Linked DNA regions of Mus musculus: all the other regions are linked to region 1. Evidence: chromatin contacts called from public HiChIP or PLAC-seq and promoter capture Hi-C data. All regions are on one chromosome and are shown on one strand. The core of a region is the stretch at or near the end of the contact, and the rest is flanking DNA. Distances in the headings are between cores, read along the strand shown. Region 1 holds the start of 2210417A02Rik (RIKEN cDNA 2210417A02 gene). Region 2 holds the start of Tex26 (testis expressed 26). Region 3 holds the start of Medag (mesenteric estrogen dependent adipogenesis). Region 4 has its middle 5.4 kb from the start of Gm35704. Region 5 holds the start of Alox5ap (arachidonate 5-lipoxygenase activating protein).

Region 1 (2,587 bases), core at 41-2,540:
AAGATTTATTTTTAATTATGCGTAGGTGTATGTGTCTTGGGGTGCGGGGTATGTAGGTACAGGCAGATAACTTGGATTCCCAAAGCAAGAGTCTCAGGCATTGTGGGTGCTGGGACCTGAACTCAGTCCTCTGCAAGAGTGGTATATAACCTTAACTGACGAGCCTACTCTCCAGCCATATCTTCAAATCTAATCAATACTGTTCAGTTTCCTGCTGGAGAATTCTTAATGCACAAGGGCAAGGGTCACTCAAATGACGGCTTCAAGACATATAGAATCCAAAGCTTGACTCTTTCAGATCATCTCCTGGAGAACGGTTTTTCTTTTCTTCCTTAGGAATAGAGGGGCTTCAACGGGTCCTTCAACCGAGAACAAGATACGGGAAGGCTTACTTCCTGAGAGAGGGATGTAGGGAAGAAAGACAGAGGCGGAACTGTGTGCTGTTCCTTTCCCAGGATTCCCCTCAGGGTGCACAGCAGGTGGGAATCACAGCTGCTTTCTCAGACTTAGATTACAGTTCCTGCAAACAGACTCTCTTCTTTCCTTTTCTGACCCAGCAGACTGCTAAGGCGATTAAACATATCTCTGCTCTCAGGTACCAAGTGTGGTGCAGCAAAGAGTTGGACATTGTAACAGTTAGAATTAAGGCCCTTAAAAAGGAGATTCTAAAGGGGCTAGAGAGATGGCTCTGTGGTTAGGAACACTGGCTGCTCTTCCAAAGGGCCTGGTGGCTCCCAACCATGTGAAAGTGCCTGGGAATTTCCAGGTCCTGGGAATCTGATGCCCCCTTCTGGCCTCTATGGGTATTGCATCCATGTGGTGCACAGACATTTATGCAGGCAAACGTTCATACACATAAAATAAAAATAAATCTTTGAAAAGAGAGAAAGAGGGGCTGGAGAGATGGTTCAATAGTTAAGAGAATTTGCCATGTCCTGCTCCACACATCCTTCTCTCGGGCTTCTTGACTCAGCTTGCGGCTCTGTGAATTTTCTTCTGCTCGCCCAGAGCTCTGTGGCAGGGGTCACCCTTCCCACCTGCCTTGCCAGGTCGCCCTCCCCAACACCCCCACTGTTGCCCCATCTCCCCTGTCCCCAGTCAGGTCCCGAGTGCTCCCACCTGCCCTCTCTGCCAGCCACTCATACCTTGGACTCTTTGAGGGTGACTGGAAAGGAGAAGCAAGACCGTGTCGTCATCTAACTTTCCTGTGAAACCCGCGCAGCCGCGGGTCCTAGCACAGAGTCTGAGTTCAGAGTTTACAAAGCTTCTGTTAACTGCTTCCTGCTCTTCCAGCAAGTTCTACAAACCGAACTACAGTTCCCTTCAGGCTTCTCGAACTCACTTCCGGTGCTTCTTGCAGGAAGCCCGAGAGAAGGATGGGTGGAGCCCCACTGGGCTTTCCCCAATTCAATCAGTTTATAAACTAAACTTCATTTCCATGGGGGCAGCTCTTTGAGCTCCCCGCACCCGGAAGTCTCCAGTGGCTCCAGAAGTCTCCCTTGGCACTATCCCATTTCCTTCGGCTCTTCAGCATCACACACATCATGCCTTCACGTCTGAGCTCCTCTCCAGCCTGCAAAATGATCAACAGATGGGGACCACTGTGTCTCCAGAGCCTACCTCATAGTAGGTGCTCAATAAGTATTTGCCGCATGAATGGCTCTTCCGGGGTGCGTAGTAAACACTTGGTAAGAGTAAGCTGAATCATCGAAGGTCCATTTCTGTTTAAGCCTTTATCAACTCAAAACAGGAATTTGACAATGACACCCCCTCCATATTGGCTGCAGAACACATCCAGATTAACTGTCACAAAGCGCCACACTCATCAGGTAACTCTAAAGGAAATTTATCCACAGCTTCCCAATAAATTCTGAGCAAACCTCCCGCCCTCTGTGGCTGGGTCAGGGCCTACAGAATTTCTGGCTTGGAGCCTGGGGTTGTGATGTCAGCCTTCAGGGTTTCTGAGAGCTGAGTGTCTGCCCAGTGCTGTTTGTTTGCAGAACTGGCTCCCTCTCCTAAGCGCCCTGTTTGCACAGGGGTGTTTGCAGCTAGCCGCAGCCTGTGATTAAATCGAAAGCGGCTTGGTGTTTGAACTTGGTCATTCCTGAAGGTCACCAGTGGGCGGTCTCCAGGAGGTCAGCAGCTGCATGCACGAGGCCTTTCAATGACCCCTAATTAACATCTGTACTTGGGAGGACAGAAAAGAAAAAGAGGTGGTGTTTGGCATGTGTCTGGGTGGCTGAGTTATGACACTTTCAAACTTTAAGTGGTTATCTGTCTGATAATTTTTTTTTTTTTTAATGAGGAAGCCCGCTGTCCTTGGGCCCAGAAATATCTGGGTCTGGCTTTTCTAGACATACAAGGTGCTGTCTCGGCAAATTGTGGCTGTAGCTTGTGCAGATGGGAGGTGACACACCACTGGCTGCTTTTCGGCCTTGGGTATAATTGTTGGTGCGGGTGTTGTCTATGGCCCTGTTTACAAGCCTCTGGCAGCCCCTGGCATTAAACACCCCTGGGCGCTTCCTCTGCCAGGATGTGTCCATCTGGAAACAGGTGGGGGAATTATACCTTGGCAACACACACACAC
Region 2 (2,587 bases), core at 23-2,522, 700 kb before region 1:
GCGGGATAGTTCAGTCTGAACATTTGGCATTGGGTACTGAGTGTAGACAGTAGAGTCCCTGGCAGTTTGTGCAGCACCGGAAGTCCTGGGGTACGTGATCAATTCCGTAAGAGGAGGAATCCTAACTCTTATCTGTTCCAGACAAGGAAGGAGACTACTGGCCTAGGAAAATACCTGACAGACAGAGTGTTTAGAAAAAGGGAAATGGAAATTAAGGAGTGCCCTTGGGGATCCTGGGAGCTTTTCCCTCCTCCATCTCCTGACCTCGCCGTCCTATAGAATCTGAAAACATTTAACATTTTTTTTAACTGAATACGCTCCTTCCCGCCCTCCCCCCTCACACACACACTCCAGCTTTCCACTCTTCGTTTACAGAGAACTAGATTGGAATGTAAACACCCACTTCATTGTTCTCTTAGGAGCATCATTCTAAAGAATCCTCACAGCCCCTTAGCCAGCTCGGCTAGACGGCTGCAGCCGGCCATTATTGCTCCGAAGGGATGGATACGCTGACTGTGCACTCAGTAATAATGCTACTCGAGTCGCAACTAACAGCCAGGGGAGGTGATGTCTCTTCACCAACGCAAAACGCTGAGCTGGTAAACCCGCTGCCGCCGCCGCAAGCAGAACCACAGAGCAAGGCTCTCCATCTGTCACCTGGCAGAGCGCCTTTGAAAAGGGCTCAGCTCCCAGCCCAGTCTGCAGACAGAGCAGCCCTGGCCGGCTGATCCCGCCCCTCCCCTCCCTCCCGCCCCACTGAATTTGCTGTTTGCGACTTAAAGAACCAGCCAGACTCCTTCTCTCCCTCCATTACGTCCCCAGTTCTGTTCATTTGTCTTCGGCTCTGTTGTCCTTGGAAGGACACTAGCTGTGGCTTTATCATGTCTCCTCAGGGGTTTCCTTAAGTATTTAAAGGGACACCCCAGAGTTTTAGAGAGGGGAGTATAAAGGGCTGGACAGGAGTGTGATTTTGGACAGCTGATCTTTCTCCCTGACTCACTTGCGCCTCCCTGCCATCTCTAAAAGCGAGGCAAACCTCTCACGATTGATGCCCTTGGGGAAAAAAAAACTGCCTTATTTAAAACAACTCCACCGCACACACAGCACACCACGCCCCGCAGACCCGCAGCGTGGGCAGTCTTACTTGACTGGAGCTTGGGGTCACATTGAGCAGGGCACGAAACCTTGTTCCTATACCGGGCCATCTTGTCCCAAAAGGTCGCCTTCCCGCCCTGACAAGGCAGTAGTACTCCGCTCTGCGCCCCACCCTCTGCGCGTGCCTTTGTGAAGCGTCGCTATGGAGACGCCTCAGTCTCCGCCCCTGGACCCAGAGGGTGAGCGCATCACGCTGATTCCTGACTTTCATGGAGTGCCCTAATCCAATAGTTCTCAACCTATGGACTACGACTCCTTGGGGGTGGGGGGTGTCGAACGAACTTTTCACAGGGGTCACCTAAGACCATCAGGAAACACAGATGTTACCATTATACATTACAATTCATAACCGTAGCAACATTACAGTTATGAAGTAGCCACCAAACAATTTGTAGTTGGGGGGGGGGTCACCACCACATGAGGAACTATATTAAAGGGTCGCAGCATTAGGAAGGTGGAGAGACACTGCTCTGGTCCTTGCAATACTATGCCATTGTTTTATGTATTGGCAAATACGAGCAAACTGGAAAAGGCTGGAAAAAAAAAGTTTATTTTAGCCTGGTATACTGGTGCTCACCGGTGATCCGAGAACTCAGGAGGCTAAGGCAGGAGCCCAACCCTGGAAAGAGATGCCTTGTCTCAAAATATTAAATACCCCGAATATTAAAAACCCAGAAGCAGACAGACAGACGCCCAACCGCAAATTTGTGTCCATTCATAATTTTCAATGTAAGCAAAATTGGGCAAGGTTGGCATGGAAATCTGTAGGACACAGCGACTACACTCAAGGATGAGAAAGATGTGGTATAAGGGAAAGGTAAAAGTTTCGGCATCAGGTCTGTGTGAGGTCAACCCAGAGCATCCTAAGCTAGTGTCTAGTTACTTCAGGGAAACATTGGGCACAGGCTAATTACGGAGAGTCCAGAGGGATAATGGATGCAGCAGGGTCATCCTCCACTACATAGTTTGTCCAGGGGCAGCCTGGGTTACACCAGACCTTATTTTTAATAAATACAAAAAATCCCAAACTATATTCCTAGTACCAATCATAGGATGCCACTTTGTTACTGTACACTGGCCGGCTGATCCTACCCACTTATACATGTTAGAGTGTGGCTTTTAATTTTTTTCCACTTGTGATCACACTGTGCCTGAGAAATTTTTATGCCAGCTAGAGTATATAAGGTATATAAGACAAATACACAGGTCACATGTTTATTGATAATGAACCATGAGGAGCTTTATTTTAAAAAGCAATTCATTGCTGTGCATACAATTTTACCATCTATGAAAGATATGAAGCAAATTTGCATATTAATGAGACGTCATATTATTGAGGTTGCATATTAATGAGATGACCTGTTTATCTTACATAAATAATTAAATCTCGGCTGAATAGGAGATGCTGAATATGAGACCATCTTCGGGGCTT
Region 3 (2,587 bases), core at 62-2,561, 670 kb before region 1:
ACCCTAGCCCAGTGATAAATACATCGTATCTTCACAATCGGGCCGGCTGCGGATCGCTCAGACTCCAGACTCACTTGGTTCTGGGGCACTGAGCACCCTATTATACATGGATGAGGGCCATGTACCCTATTCCTTCAAGGTGACCCGGTAATGCTGAGATCAAAGTTGGCTTCCACATCCTTGCCAGCTTCAAGCCTACCAATGGACGTCTGAGTCCTCTTGGCCACGACAGCTCCTGAGGACCACTGGATAAAGGCCAGGGTCTCACAGTGCTCTGCAAAAAACCACGAAGCTATCTTTGCCCTTATTTCTGCCCAAGCTGTCTATTCACCCAAGAGCCAACACGGGGTCTGGGGTTCTGGGGGCCCTTTTTCTTCTTCACTATAGTTGCTTGGTTTAAGAAACACCGAGAGAGCAATTACTCTGGGAAAATGAACTATCTGCATGCTCCAGCTGCATAAAGTTATTCTCGCTCATAACTAAAGCTAGGTGCGAGGATCCGCATCCAAGACATCTCCTGAGGGTTGTGCCTGCACACTGAGCTCATCCGACCTAGTTTAAGGGCAGAATGGAAAAAACTTGCCACCAGCTTGTTGGGTGGGACTGAGTGTGCTTCCCACCCGATCCTCCCTACATTCTCAGCAAAACGCCCTAGTTACCTGCTTGGGGGCTGGGGGGAGGAGGGTTCGGGCTGTAGGGTGGCAGGTAGGTTATCTCCATCTCCAGTCCCCAGTCTACCAGAGACAGGGCAGCAGCCAGATAGAGGATTTGCTCCAGGCTAGAGCACACGGTGTGGCCACCTACCTCTTGATGTAGCTGCTGAGGCGATAGAGCTGCCCTTCTAGGCGCACAAGGCCGTCCCCGAAGACGTTGAAGCCCCCACGTGCGGCCGCGGGTTCCCCGGGCCCGGGCACCAGGAGCTGCTCACCGCGCAGTTGGAAGGCACCAGGCTGTAGGCGGAGCAGCTGCGACAGGGGCAGCAGGGCCAGCTCGCAGTCGCACGTCCACAGACTGCGCAGCTCCCCGGATGAAATGGAGGTCAGGCTGGGTCTGGCCACAGGCTCGCACGCTGCAGTGGCCATACTCAGGCTGTGGCTCTGTCCCCTTCCTACCCTGAGGGTCGCTAAGTGGGAGGAGTAAATCTGTGGTCTGTCCCGAGCTACCTTGGGCTGCGTGCAAGTAGTAAGTAGCTCAGGAGCCCTCTTGTCACCTTGAAGGTTGCCCACCCTTGTGGAGCGCTGCAGGCAGGACACTGAGAAAGCGGTCCCCGCGCTGCGCAGCCCCTTTTATCAGGCACCAGGCACGCCCCTCCGGCCCCCAGGCAGGACCCCAGATGCTCCTCCGCTCCGGCAGAGCAATCAGTGTTTCATAACTTGGCATGCTCCCACCTCGCCTGCTCACAGCCAAGACTAACTTAGTCATCCCACTCGGGTCAGACACTCAGCCCCCGCGCGGGGCCCTCCCTGCCTGGTCCACACTGCATGGTGCAGCATCCTCCCCACGACAGATGCCCAGGCCTGGCTCAGCGCCGATTAATCCCTCAGGTACCACAAAGCGTTCCTGACCACTTCTCCACCTGGGGCCCAGGGGCTGTCAGCTTAGGCTGGGAGTTGCTGCATCCGTATCTACATCCCCCATTCTATGCCTCATCTGTCTGCAGCTCACTCCACCTCCACCTAGATGACCCAGCTTTTCCTTCTCTCAGCACTTCCTGGAGCGGGTTCCCACCCAGCATCCTTCCATGAAGGCCTGCCACTTTCCCAAAAGGTTTTCCTGCATCCCCTGTGCACTCCAGACCTTGACCCTCTTGCTTTTCGCTGCCCGGTGGCCCCTTGACAGCTTTGTGCTTGGATTCAAGCGGGAAGTCCCCTAGCAGGCCTTCCCAGCCCTAGTCCCAGAATCTGTTAATTTGCTCAGTTTATAAATATTTGAGTGCTCTGGCTACGTGCTCACACGTCTCCTGAGGGATGAAAAGACTATTCCTTTCAATTTAATTAAATGACTATTTCCAGCCTATCTAGTAGAAGATGAAGAATAAGCTAAATCCTGAGAATGTGGGTGGATAACCACAACCCCTGTTATCATCCAACTTGTAGTCTAACAGAGGAGCAGGCATGTGTTCCAGCAATTACATTGACTGAGTCTCTGCTCTCGGTAAGCTGGCATGAGACTCCAGGCAGCGCCGAGAGGTAAAATTTAGAGTCTATCTTCAGTTTGTCTCTGAGAGCCTCCATAGAGCCTGGGTTTAATTGATTCAAACAGAAGCATTTCTGCTACATTTCACTTTTGCCATTTACTTTTGAAGGTTTTAAGTTATTTTTATTTGTGTGTGTGTGTGTGTGTGTGTGTGTGTGTGTGTGTGTATGAGTGTTTGCATGTATGTATGCACACCTCATAACCACCGAACCATCATCTCTCCAGCACCCTCACCCCAGGTGTTGTAGAATTTTTATTCTGCTTGCTTCATTTGATGGTAAGAAGCACGTTGTGTTTCAAACAGCACTGCCTTGGTAAACTATTTCAAACCACTAAGCTATTTTCCATCAAAGGAATGCACTCTTCTTTGTCTAGACTTTCCTTTACTGCA
Region 4 (2,587 bases), core at 25-2,524, 610 kb before region 1:
AGGCAAGGCACTGGTGGTTAACGTGCACACACAGAGGGAACAGTCACCTTCCTTCCTCACAGGCCGCCTGGCTATGACCAACTAAACAATAAGATTGTGAACCACTGCAGGCCTGGGATCATGGGAGCACACACTCTAACACATCTCTCATGTTTGGTTGTACCAACAATCCAGCTTTAGACTGTCAGGGATTCCCCAGGGCCAGGGACCTCCCCAATGCTAGGGGCTCCTCAATGCCAGGAAGTTAGGGACCCTCAATGGTAGCCCTCATACCAAAGTGCCACCTTTCTAGGGATTACCTACTGTCTTAGGTGCACAAAACATCAGGACCAAGAAGTAAGTTGGGGAGGAAAGGGTTTATTCAGCTTACACTTCCACACTGCTGTTCATCCCCAAAGGAACTCAAGCAGGTCAGGAAGCAGGAGCTGATGCAGAGGCCATGGAGGGATGGCACTTACTGGCTTACTTCCCCTGGCTTTCTCAGCTTGCTCACTTATAGAACCAAGACTACCAGCCCAGGGATGGCACCACCCACCATGGGTCCTCCCACCTTGATCACTAGTTGAGAAAATGCCTTACAGCTGGATCTCATGGAGGCATTTCCTCACCTGAGGCTCCTTTCTCTGTGGTAACTCCAGCTGTGTCAAGTTGACACACAAAACCAGCCAGTACACCTACCAACAAGGACTACTCGTAAAGATTCCCCTAATATAAAGAGCTCCATGTACCAAGACTCTCTTAACATAAAAGCCCCAGTTGGAGATCCTTCCAGTGCAAAGGCCATTCTCCAAACCCCCTGTTTTTGGGCTTCTGGGGGCTACTGGTGCTGGACACTGAGACAAGCACTCTGGCTGCTTGCATATCTTTTCCATGGGGGTCCCCTCCCTCTACAGAGCTCCCTACATTTCTAAAACCGGTAGCAAAGAATAGCCTGAATCCTAAAGACCTCCCAGAGCCCACGGTTGACACAGGCCTCTAGGACAGAACACAAAAGCTGCCCAGGGACTCCGACTGGTGAGAGCCCTTGGCTTCCTGGGGGGACCCCTCTGACCCACAGCTCCCACCGGTGGAGGCTGGCATTTAGTCCTGTTGGGCTAGTATAGACTACTTGGCCCAGGACTGACCCGGAGGGTCCCTGGAACCAAAAGGCAGCTGTTGTTTAAAAATCAACACGGAGAGGAAATGAAAAACACCCGCCCAGGCCTCCCAGGGCCAAGAGACTGATGGCTGCTGGATGAGGCGGTTTCTGGAAGAGGCATGACTAATGGCCCTACTGAAAGTGCCCTGGCCAAGTGCCAGCAGCTCCCGTCAACGCCTTGTCTCTGCAGCAGTCAGGTGTGGCTGGGAGACAAAGGGGCCGTCTGTGTGCTGGCGGGTCTTGGACCCAGTGGCTTTTTGAGTCAGGCAATGGTGTCACAGGAGCCCCTGGAGGGGCTGGGGGCGGGGTTTGGATAGAAAGAGGGCCTGGAGGGGTACTGCCTGCCAAGGTTCGCTCACACCTCGCCACCAGGAGAGGCAAAGCCATCTGCCATCTAGCCACCCAGTGGAACAAAAGAGCAAGCACCCTGTCCCCTCCCGCCCCACCACACCTTTCAAGTCTCCAGTGCCTGGGACCTTCCCTGAAGCATCCTTTCAGGGAAGTCCTGCTAGCTGGGCCCTGCCACGTCTGGTGCCTGTGTCTTGTTTGGTATACGCCCTCCGACAACTGCTATAACCAACTACGAATTACAATCCACGGATAAAGAAACTGAGGTTCAGCTAAGGCTGTGAATCTGCCCCAAACCATCCCTGCTCCCATCACTAGAACTATTCCCAACAGAACCAAACTAAATACAAAGTCCCTCCACTAATGGGCGTTCCCAGCCGTAGAGGCTCGCACCAGCTGGCCCATGATAGCTGTGAATGCCGCTCAACCTTATTTACAAATGTCAAGGACCATGTTGCAATGTCAAAAGGATGGGTACCCCTGCTAGACTAGTCCAGGATCCCGGTGAGCCAGCTCTCCCCACAAAACTTAAAAGAAAACCCAATAATGAGAAAGAACGTTTTTATGCAAGTCAAAAGTAATGCAAAAAAACCCACAATCAGAGAAGACTAGAAAAAGAAAGGGCCCAGCCTTGTATTTACACAATCGGAGAGTACGCCCTCCCTCACCTCATTTCCAGTGGGGAAGGTACCATAGCTCTAGATTCATCTCCACTGCCATTCACCATCACCAAAACATTGTCACTGCCACGGGGGATGGGGAGAGACAGTCCCTGTGTCCCTCCCCAGACACTTGAGTTATAGCAAGATCTGTCCCCATGTACCTTGTCCACCCCACCAAGGTCCCCTCTGGGTGACACCTCTCTTTCTCTGTGCTACTGTCTGCCGGGACCTCTGTACATGAAGAAACATAGTTGACCTTCAACAGATTCAAGTAACTATTTTTACAGACTCTCGGCCCTGGCGTGCACAAGAACCTGACCAGGTATCAGTCTAGAGTCCCTTTGTTAATTACTTTCCACTACTGTGACAAAATACCCAAGGGAAACAAGTTGAAAAGGAAGAAAGGTTTGTTTGGGCACACACTACTGGATGTCTCAGC
Region 5 (2,587 bases), core at 55-2,554, 520 kb before region 1:
AGACGTGCGTGTGTGTGTGCGTGCGTGCATGCGTGAGAGTGTGTGTGTGTGTGTGTGTGTGTGTGTGTGTGTGTGTTTAATGGCAATACTAAGAAATAGGAACATTTCCCCAGACAGACAGATGATAGATAATAGATAAATACATAGACAGACAGACAGATAATAGATAGGACTTATATATAAATAGATGATAGGTAAATAGATAGATGTGAGTCGTGAGGATCATGAACCCTTTGGGGGTCAAATGACCCTTTCACAGAATTCACCTCAGATCATTAGAAAGCACAGGTATTTATTTATATTACAATCTTTAACAGCAGCAAAATGACAGTTATGGAGTAGCAACAAAAATAATTTATGCTTGGGCGTCACCACAACCTGAGATACTGTGTCAAAGGGCTAGGAAGGTTGAGATAGATAGATGGATAGAACATGACTGACTGACTGACAGACAGACAGACAGACAGACAGACAGACAGACAGACAGACGTGTGTGTGTGTGTGTGTGTGTGTGTGTGTGTGTGTGTGTGTGTGTGTGTGTAAAGCTGTACACCAAAAGGCTGGGGCATAGATGTGTAGTAGAGAATATACAGAAGGTATGCAGGGCCCTGAGTTCTATCCCCAGGACCACAAAACAAAACAAAACTAAAAATAGCCTTACGCATTGTTCTTTGATGTTTCTTCAAAAGAACTTATTTAAGTACAGAAGTAAAAAGATGATAAAGACTTTCTCCTTTATAGCTCGCAAGACTACCCCTTGCCTGACACAGACGACAGACGACCTGGGTCCTGCTGCAAATTGGCTCATTCAGGCGGGTGTCCAAGGGAGCACAGACCCCCACACTCTCTCCAGGCTGGCCCTCCTCTTCCACCCTTCATGCCCTTGCTCCACCAAGACACTTGGGCCAAGTTTCTCACCAGCCCTTCAGGTTGCTCTCCATCCTCTGCAAACACACCTGACATCATCCTTCAAGTGAGAGAAGGAAACCCCAAACTCACACAGAACAGGACCCACCCCTGCACACTCACGTACACAGCAATAAATACAGACGTGTGCATAGTGCACACAGAATGGTGTGTGCCTGGCTTCCAGCACCCCTGCTCTCCCTGAGGAAGGGCCCTTACCATTCTGGACCACGCTGATGAGGGTGACAAGGGCCAGGAGCACAACGTTGCCCACAGCCTCTTGATCCATGCTTGCTTCAGGCCCGCCAGAGACAACCAGGCTGGTGCTAGCACCTCAGCCTTCCTGCGCAGAAAGGGGAAGTGCCAGGCTGTGCTCTGCCTTTTACCATCAGTTTCCAAAGGTCCCCAGCACAGCCACTCAGTGCTCCTGCTCCTCCCCTTGTCCCCCTCTTCTTCCTCCCCCTCCTTTTGTTCCTGCTCCTCCCCTCTTCCTGCTCCTCCCTTTCCCCTTGCTCCTTCCCTCTTCCTCTTGCACTACCCTCTCCCCTTGCTCCCCCTCCTTTTTTGCTCCTCTCCCTCCTCCACCTGCTCCTCCTCCTATTGCCCCTTCCCTCCTCCTCTTGCTCTACCTCCTCACTTTGCTCCTACTTCTCCTCTTGCTCCTTTTCCCTCCCCTTCTTCTTTCATCTCCCTTCCCCTTTCTTCTCTTTCTCTCCTTCCTTCCCTTACTCCTCCACCTCTTGCTCCTCCCATTCCTACCCTTGCTCCTCCTCCTTCTTCTGCCTTTAGTTTTCATTCTTCCTCTTCTAATTGTTATTCAACAAAGTTGCAGGACCTGTGGTTTTGAGTTACCTTCCAGGAGTCACAGAGTCAGAGGGAGAGGGAAGTGCAGCGTATTCTTTGATGTTGCTTACTATGGGCAGCCTCGCTAGGAGCATAAGCATGAAATCTGGACCCTGCACAGCACGAGGAGCCCGGAGCCACTACCACTTCTTACACTGGCAAAAATAAAGAAAAGGGAAAATGAGATTTAAAAAAAGAAGAAAAAGAAAAGGAAATAAAATGAATACAGCACCAAAAAGACGTGCGTCCTGAGTATGCCCTTGGTTCTTTGAATTCCTCCTGGTAAATAAATGTCATTTGACACATTGTACAGTGCAGAATAGCAGCCACATAGGCTGGGGTGAATGGATGGATGGGTGAATGGATAGATGGGTGAATGGGTGAATGGATGAATGGATGGATGGATGAATGGATGGATGGGTGATTAGATGGATGGGTGAATGGATGGATGGATGAGTGGATGGATGGGTGAGTGGATGGATAGGTGAGTGGATGGATGGGTGAAGGAAAGAAGGAGTGAATGAATGATAAGACAACCAGTGGCTCCTTTCCTGCAATAAAATAAAACTATGGGACTTGGGAGACAGCTTCATTGGAAAGTGTTTTCCATGCAAGCTTGAGGACCTGAGTTCAGTCCCCACATCACCTAAGAAGCCACGTGTGGTAGAATGTGTGTAACCCCAATATTACAGGAAGAGGGGCAGGAGCATCCTCAGGCTCACTGGCCAGCCACCCTAGCTTAATGGAGAGTCCCAGGCAGGGAAAGACCCTGCTTCAAGAGATAAAGTGGATGGCACTTGAGGAACTAGAACCAAGGTTTGCCTCTGCCCTCCACAGA

Evidence for each region. Promoter capture Hi-C pulls out the DNA fragments that hold promoters and counts their contacts. HiChIP or PLAC-seq counts read pairs in DNA pulled down with a chosen protein or histone mark.
Region 2: a contact with region 1 is called in a promoter capture Hi-C map of pre-B cells, with 4 times the contacts expected there. The contact joins the promoter of Tex26 here to the promoter of 2210417A02Rik in region 1. A contact is called at or near these places in 4 of 39 promoter capture datasets (HPC-7-derived erythroid cells, hematopoietic stem and progenitor cells, hippocampal neurons and 1 more) and 1 of 115 datasets of contacts at active chromatin or transcription factors (pancreatic cancer cells).
Region 3: a FOXA1 HiChIP or PLAC-seq map of pancreatic cancer cells shows a contact between it and region 1. The contact joins the promoter of Medag here to the promoter of 2210417A02Rik in region 1. A contact is called at or near these places in 1 of 15 datasets of contacts at CTCF or cohesin (large pre-B cells), 1 of 484 Hi-C or Micro-C datasets (CD4 T cells) and 2 of 115 datasets of contacts at active chromatin or transcription factors (large pre-B cells and pancreatic cancer cells).
Region 4: a contact with region 1 is called in a FOXA1 HiChIP or PLAC-seq map of pancreatic cancer cells. The contact joins the enhancer-like site here to the promoter of 2210417A02Rik in region 1. A contact is called at or near these places in 10 of 39 promoter capture datasets (the C10 cell line, the HPC-7 cell line, HPC-7-derived erythroid cells and 6 more) and 1 of 115 datasets of contacts at active chromatin or transcription factors (pancreatic cancer cells).
Region 5: a contact with region 1 is called in a promoter capture Hi-C map of pre-B cells, with 5 times the contacts expected there. The contact joins the promoter of Alox5ap here to the promoter of 2210417A02Rik in region 1. A contact is called at or near these places in 6 of 39 promoter capture datasets (the C10 cell line, hippocampal neurons, liver and 2 more) and 1 of 15 datasets of contacts at CTCF or cohesin (large pre-B cells).

The regions. Positions count from the first base shown.
Region 1 is chr5:148,740,543-148,743,129 of GRCm38.p6, reverse strand. It overlaps 2210417A02Rik (RIKEN cDNA 2210417A02 gene), which reads right to left and starts at 1,290. Exons shown (of 2, transcript NR_028285.1): 1 at 1,146-1,290; 2 at 1-395.
Region 2 is chr5:149,438,345-149,440,931 of GRCm38.p6, reverse strand. Tex26 (testis expressed 26) reads right to left here and starts at 1,272. Exons shown (of 7, transcript NM_029464.2): 1 at 1,145-1,272. The coding sequence starts at 1,205.
Region 3 is chr5:149,410,473-149,413,059 of GRCm38.p6, reverse strand. Medag (mesenteric estrogen dependent adipogenesis) reads right to left here and starts at 1,311. Exons shown (of 5, transcript NM_027519.4): 1 at 805-1,311. The coding sequence starts at 1,082.
Region 4 is chr5:149,352,043-149,354,629 of GRCm38.p6, reverse strand. No RefSeq gene overlaps it. Among named protein-coding and RNA genes, the nearest start is that of Gm35704, 5.4 kb to the right of the region's middle. RefSeq lists an enhancer at 263-2,471. Within about 2 kb of position 1,274, at least 153 of the 459 cell types and tissues checked have an H3K27ac peak or open chromatin away from gene starts, as enhancers often do. A contact at or near this core is called in hematopoietic stem and progenitor cells and pancreatic cancer cells, where this site is marked.
Region 5 is chr5:149,263,721-149,266,307 of GRCm38.p6, reverse strand. It overlaps Alox5ap (arachidonate 5-lipoxygenase activating protein), which reads right to left and starts at 1,304. Exons shown (of 5, transcript NM_009663.2): 1 at 1,126-1,304. The coding sequence starts at 1,195.